Regions from separate parts of the Thunnus thynnus genome. Here region 1 is linked to region 2. The links are chromatin contacts, called in public Hi-C maps. All regions are on one chromosome and are shown on one strand. Each heading gives the region's core, a stretch centred on a gene start, on an enhancer-like site or on the middle of the called end of the contact. The rest is flanking DNA. Distances are from core to core; before and after follow the strand shown. Region 1 holds the start of znf407 (zinc finger protein 407). Region 2 holds the start of zhx2a (zinc fingers and homeoboxes 2a).

The links. A called contact is a pair of places that touch in the nucleus more often than the background predicts.
Region 1: a contact with region 2 is called in a Hi-C map of muscle, with 8 times the contacts expected there. The contact joins the promoter of znf407 here to the promoter of zhx2a in region 2. A contact is called at or near these places in 3 of 3 Hi-C or Micro-C datasets (heart and muscle).

The regions. Positions count from the first base shown.
Region 1 is chr10:25,355,805-25,359,209 of fThuThy2.1, forward strand. It overlaps znf407 (zinc finger protein 407), which reads left to right and starts at 1,633. Exons shown (of 10, transcript XM_067602268.1): 1 at 1,633-1,750.
Region 2 is chr10:25,134,572-25,137,859 of fThuThy2.1, forward strand. zhx2a (zinc fingers and homeoboxes 2a) reads right to left here and starts at 1,804. Exons shown (of 13, transcript XM_067602264.1): 1 at 1,377-1,804.

The DNA of each region.
Region 1 (3,405 bases), core at 383-2,882, 220 kb after region 2:
AGCTGGACACTGCCATTTCACATATGTCTAATGGAAGGTTACCTGACCCCAGCAGGTCTCACAACAGAGTTTTACAAACACTCCTGGACTGAAATTAGAGATTTACGATGCTTTTTAAGAGTGTAAAGTCAACTCCATTTTGTCACCAACTATGAAACAAGGTATAATCACACTTATACCAAAACTGAACAAAAATAAATTATCTTTGGACAATTGGAGGCCTATTACACTTCTTTGTGGAGATTACAAGCTTTTAGCATGTTTATGCTAATAGACCTAAGGAAGGGCTGAGCAAGATAACTGATGAAACACAGTCCACATTTATCAAAGGGTGAAATATTCATAATCATACTTGATTAGTCTTAGATATACTTGATTATAATTCACTGATCCCACATGATAGCTCAATTTTATTCTTAGATTTCTTTAAAGCTTTTGATGCTTTAGAACACCACCTTTTGTTTAAAGCCTTGGAAATGTTTGGTTTTGGAACAAGCTTTTGAAATGTTTTTCAGATGTTTTATAGTGATATAAACAGTAGTGTATCTCTGTCCTTTATTATTAACATTCAAGGTATTGAGACATTTTGGAAAAATTACATTTACCCACAATTTCTCACTAAACAATTCTTTATTGTGGACACTTGTTATCCTTTGAAGATTTTACCATAAGTATAAAACTACTCTTTCAAGAAAAGAGTATGACAAAATCTGTAAAGCCATTCCCATTCCTTTACTTCAGATGATACAAAGAAGTGTGCAATTGTCTTCGATTGTGACTTTTTTGCCTTCTCTAAAAGTCTGTTATGTCAATTTGTTGGATAAAAGATGTGATAACAGAACAGTTATTCTGGTTTTTAAACAAAAAAATTGGGGGGACTTATGCTCTGTATAGGATAATATAGAGGCCCCTTTAAGGAGACAATCCTGTTCTTTTTATCTATCATGTCCTATTGCTCTTGAAGTCAAAGAAACTCATTTTAAAAAAGTATCAGCAATAGCTATACCCTTTTAGTGATTTTCTACACAATAAGATTTAAATGTGAAGTGGATCCTTGCATCTTTTGTTCTTCAGAGGCTGAAAACATGTATTTTTTAAATGTTCATATGCTAATTTGTTTTGGTCCAATATTCATAATTGGTTGTCATTAGAAATGGATAACATACCTTCATTTACTTACAATGCTATAATTTATTTTATGGACAGCTTGGATGCAAACATTTCAGATACTGTTAATCTTGTGATTATTTTGGATAAATATCATATAACGTTACATACTTGTAAGTGGAAAGGCCCTCTTTCACCGTATTCGTATATATTTTGCCAACTACTTCAAGTTGCTAAAAAATATAGAAAAAACTAATAGAGAGGCTAAAAAATTGTATTCATCTTTATCTCGGTCCTTGCCATTTTAATGTCTTTTATCTTGCACTTTTTTGTTGTTTGTTTTGTTTTTAAAAAAACAACTTTTTCCCTCTTGATTTTAAGTATAATGATACCTCTTTAGTGTGTTATTTGTATTTGTCCGTGTTGTAGCATAATTTCCACCATTGTTGATTGAATTCTATACTGCATTTTGTTTATTCGCTGTCTTGTTTCCTTGTGCTTAATAAAAAAAGGAAAAAAAAAGAAAAAACAGAGATGCAGCGAGCGGACCGCCTCTTCATGTGACGCATGGCTCATGCTACGGTACGCCATTTGTGTCTAGCAGCAAAAAGCGCGGACAGTGGGAACAGTCGTTTAATTAGAGGTAAGTTTAGTGCATTTGTCACTATATTACCTTATTATTACCCAAGTCGCTTTTCATGAAACAAAAGACCGCTCTTTCGGGTGTTTTCAAGTTCTGTCTCGATAGTGTAGGTGACAGTTTCAGAGGTCGATGTTAGCCTCCTTTTTGGGCCTCTGTGCTGCCGTCGTTTTCCAAGCCTCGGAACGATTAAGACCCGCCTTTGCCCCCCTATGATTGGATGACACAGACGATGTAGCAATGTAATTGGTCGCGCTGTACGTAGCTCAAAGTACAGTTGAGGAACATGTTGCTAGTTAGCACATTAGCCACACAGTAGCCAGCAAATGAGCATTAAAACCCCCAACATCTCGACCTAGTATGTGTCCTGCTGCAAGATCCAGCCACACCATGAAAAGAGAGATTTCACAATTTTGGTAGCATTGCAACATGACATATTTCGCCTGTCGTTGCAGTTTGAAACGTGCAGTTAAGAGTCTGTTAGGCTAACTTGTATTACTTTCTAGCTTGTACCGCAGGCTCGGTAATATTAAACTATTGGAACTTTACCGAGAATAAGTTACCAAACCGACAGGTAGAAGTCTTGTTAATTTGGTCTCGGTGTTGGACAAGTGGTAGACAGCAGTCACAGTCCTAGTCCAATTGACATATTATATTATTAGCTTAGCACCCTTAGCTGAGATGCTATCCTTTTCTCGCAAAGAGGGATAAAAAAACAGGGAAACTATTTAATTTAATTTGAATTAAGACCTTTCATGATCCAACGGAAGGGGTCTCTCATTTCAGCGTCAATGCAACTTGACGTTAGCAACCAAGCAAACAATACATCAATAAAAACCCCATGTTGATACTGTGTTCCCCCTGTCAATCCTGCAGTCGTATTCTCCCACAATACTCAGTGGATGGCGGTAGTGAGCACACAGAGCTCAGTCTCAATACTATATATATGTATAATAAGATCTTATAATACATCCATGGTCTCGATACTGGATTGTACTGAAATATAGTGACCACTGGTTGCGTGCAACATCCTGATGAATATTATCCCTTCGTGATTGGCTGGATGGGTTCATATTATGAACAAAATAGAATCTCCGTTCTGTTGCTGCAGATTATGTGCAACTTTTCAGTTGCAGTTGAACTGCAGAACAACAAGCATCAGTTTAGGCCATCCCAATATATGGATGTGCAATGATCTCTCTGTAACTGTAGTTATAACATAAACATGGCCAATCTTTATGGATACTACATTTACATTTAAAATACAAATAGGTTATGAGGCTGGTAGTGGAAATAAAGTATGAATCATAACACAGAATGAAAGTGGCCCTCCTTAATGAGGCAAATCCAAGTAAAGGATGGTAATTAGTATTGGACTATCAAAATGGATGAGATGTACATAAAACTGAAAAAGAAAAAGACAAGAATTTTTAACCTTAATGACAATTAAGGATTGTGGATTAAGGATTTTGTTGCTTAATATTTCCCCAATTTTATACAAACTCTTACCTAGTATCTTTGCCCGTTAAAAAAAATAAAAGATTTGTTGAAACTGTTAGAACTGCGTGAGGATTTAGATATATGGTTATTCGTAATTGTGGCAACTAACTGTAGCTCCACTGTGTCATGTCTACAGGCATTTGATAATGAGTCTTAAA
Region 2 (3,288 bases), core at 554-3,053:
TGTACGGAGTGTGAATGCTGCCCAAACAATGTCATAATACTAAAAAGCAAGGAGACAAAGTCAGATGGGGACTCCTTTATGTACAGTTTACAGTGACCTTGGATAAACTTTACAGCACGGTCTCCTAGGGTCTACCTAAAACATACCTGTATGATATTATGTGTGTGTTATGTGGTTGTTATTATCACATGATGATGGAGAATACAAAGCAGGAGATGATATTCACTTTACCCTGGGAGCAAGCAGAATTATTTGAACTGTATGCATCTGTTTATATATTTTGTGTTTACTATTATGCCATGCGCTGTGCTTAATACTTGTCCTCTATATCTGTTTGTGTACACAGTGACTTCACGAGGGAAGCAAGACCATGAAATTAACAACCACTATCCCTCCTGAACGTATTACAGGGTGCACTGAGGACACATTTGTGTTGACTCCAGAGCATGGCTGCACACAGTCTGACTACATTTACAGTCTGGGGCACTCTCACGACCAAAGTTAATATCCTGAATAAAAAAAAAAGGACCACGCCTGACTTTTTTTTTTTTTTTTTTTTTTTTTTTTACAGCAGTTACAGGCCTACTGCAATGAGAGGATAGAAGAAGTGAGCTCCTGTGCTACGGCACTGTCTGCCCATCTGTCTGCATGCAGTAACAGCGGCGGTCTGGGAGGGGAGGAGGCATCACCAGGGGTAACGTTACGCCTACATCACGGAGTCGCGCAAATCAAAGTCTATAAACAACGTCGGACTCCCAAAGTTGCACTCAAACCCCGGTGCCGCTGAAAGCTGTGAGCGGAGACGGTGGCAGGCGGTGCGGAGTTGAACGGCCGTTTCCACCGGGCCAACCCGAGATGTGACAGAGGGGCGCAGAAAAAAAAAAAAAGAAAAACCCCTCTCCCCAAATGTTCCCCCTCTCGCCATCGACGTAACAACATGTCGGCAAAGGACGGCCATGTTTTGCTGGTTATGTCGACACGGGGAGGAGGAAAAGTAGACACGGTGTTTCTCCTCTCCGCCGTCTCCCTCCACGGTCACGATAATGTATCAAAGTGAAACTTAAACGCGGGGGGGCGAAAAACGTCCAATTACCAACTTGGCGGACACATTGTCTCAGGAGGCAGGTGTAAACGGCAGCGGCAGGCAAAGTTCATGCGGCTAGACAAGTTAAAATATTTATACGGAGGCGTGTGGGTGTTTGGGAGCCACGCAAAGGCAGGGCAAGCCATGAGAGAGGCACAAACAAACAACTACATGCAGTTTTAACTTGAGGGACTTTTGAGGAGGAGGAGGAAGAGGAGGAAGAGGGGGTGGAGGGGGGTAGGGGGGGTGGGAGCCGTTTGAAAAACAGAGGAAGAGTTGATCCGTTTCTTACCTGCCCACCGTTTTGGCGCGATGCTCAGGTAGTGCGGTACAATCCCAAAGCGACTGCTAACCCGACAAAACGAGCCGAGGCTGTTTTAAACACTCCCACGGCGGTCCAATAGCCGAGCAGACAACAGGCGACAGGAAAGGAAAAAAATTGGCGATCACAAGGAGGATCTACGCCAAAAGCCACATGATCGCCGACGTCAGAGTACGTATTTGCATGTCGTACCGGAGCGCCGGTGTCCGTCCACAGCGGGTCCATAGTGTTACAGCCGTGAAAAGTTCAGAAGCAGACAGAGGAAAGTGGAACAACTCTGTGTCCAGGCGGCAAGAGGAGTGCTGATGGCTCCATGAAGCATGCCTGCCGGTGTAAAAATGAATGAACTGCGTGTTGTTGCCGTCAACTTGTCCCTGTGCTGATGCCTGCCTGCGTCTGCTTGGAGCTAATTGGATATTAAAGTATCATAGGGGGGCGTTTGTTACCCCTCTAAAGTCCCACCCTCCCTCTCTCACCCCGCCCACCTCTCTCTCTCTCTCTCCCTCTCCCTCTCTCTCTCTCTCTCTCTCTCTCTCTCTCTTTCTCTCTCTCTCTCTGTGCATGCTGTTATGTGAGGTGAGGTGTGCGGTTGCTGCAGTGCTTTCTCAAGTGGAAGCTGTTGTGTCTTACGCCAGTGATTCTCAAACTTTTTCACATCAAGGACCCCTAAACTGTCATAAATTAGACCACAGACCCCCATCTAATACGCTTTCTGCTTTTAGATGTTTCATTTCAGAAAATGTATGAAACCCATGACCAAAATAGTCATACATCCTATCATGTGTTACTGATGGATGGAATTATAGTGAAAATAAATGATTCCCCCTTTTTGCTGGGGACCCGCTGGAGCCCCCTCAAGGACCCCTAGGTGTCCCCGGACCCCACTTTGAGAACCACTGTCTTACACAGTGGGGAGAACCTGCACACATCACTGGCTCTCACACTAGAAAACACACACACACACATCTGGATACAGGTAAGTCTAAGGTCAGCTGATACTCATGGTTTGTTTTGGTGAGAAACACTGCCCTGAATGACACAGACAGCTCAGTGAACTCACACACAACAGTGACCTCCACTGGGCGCATGCATGCATGCATCACGTCCCTCGTGTAGCTTCCACAAAACTCAATGTCGGTCAAGAAAAGAACTGATAAGAGTGATATTTCACTAAAGTGGGAGATTTGTTTTTACCTGCACTCCTGCACAGAGGTCAGGGTGTTGGTTCAATAAACAACAGAGTAGTGACCCTGGAGTTAGGAGGTATGCATCGCTGAGATGTGCTGATATGTGGCCTGAACCCAAGTCATTTCTTGAAAGACAGTCTTAAGTTCACACGCTAATGTCATTTTATTACTTTAGAAGTACAGGGATGTCAGTGGAAAAACTAATCAACTGATTTCTTTCAGTTTCAGAAGTGTTTTTTGTGGAGATGCAAGGCTTTGAGAGGACTAAGTGTGATAAATATATATGATATATATGAAAGACTTTTAGGCTCAGCTGGGGCTTTTCATTTGCATGTTCCCTGTCTATTTGTACGGACACTTTCACCCAAAAACAAAAGACATGTATGCCAGGTATTTATAATGATCAGAGTCACTCCCCACCCCTACACTGCTCCTAAATAGTAAGGATGCATCAAATACAGGATACAAACTGTAAATAAAGTATAATTAGGTATAATTATTTGTTGTTTGAATTGAACATAAGTGACAAACATTTGGGTATATTTTATAATATAAAATGTTGGTGATGTCAGATAATGCAGTTTTTACTATTGAAACTATTATACAAAGCTTGCTTCTGTATTTGTGTGTCATTGTCACATTGTGTCTCGGTGTGTGTCCTTGTGCAAATGAGGCAATAGTGTATAACTGATACA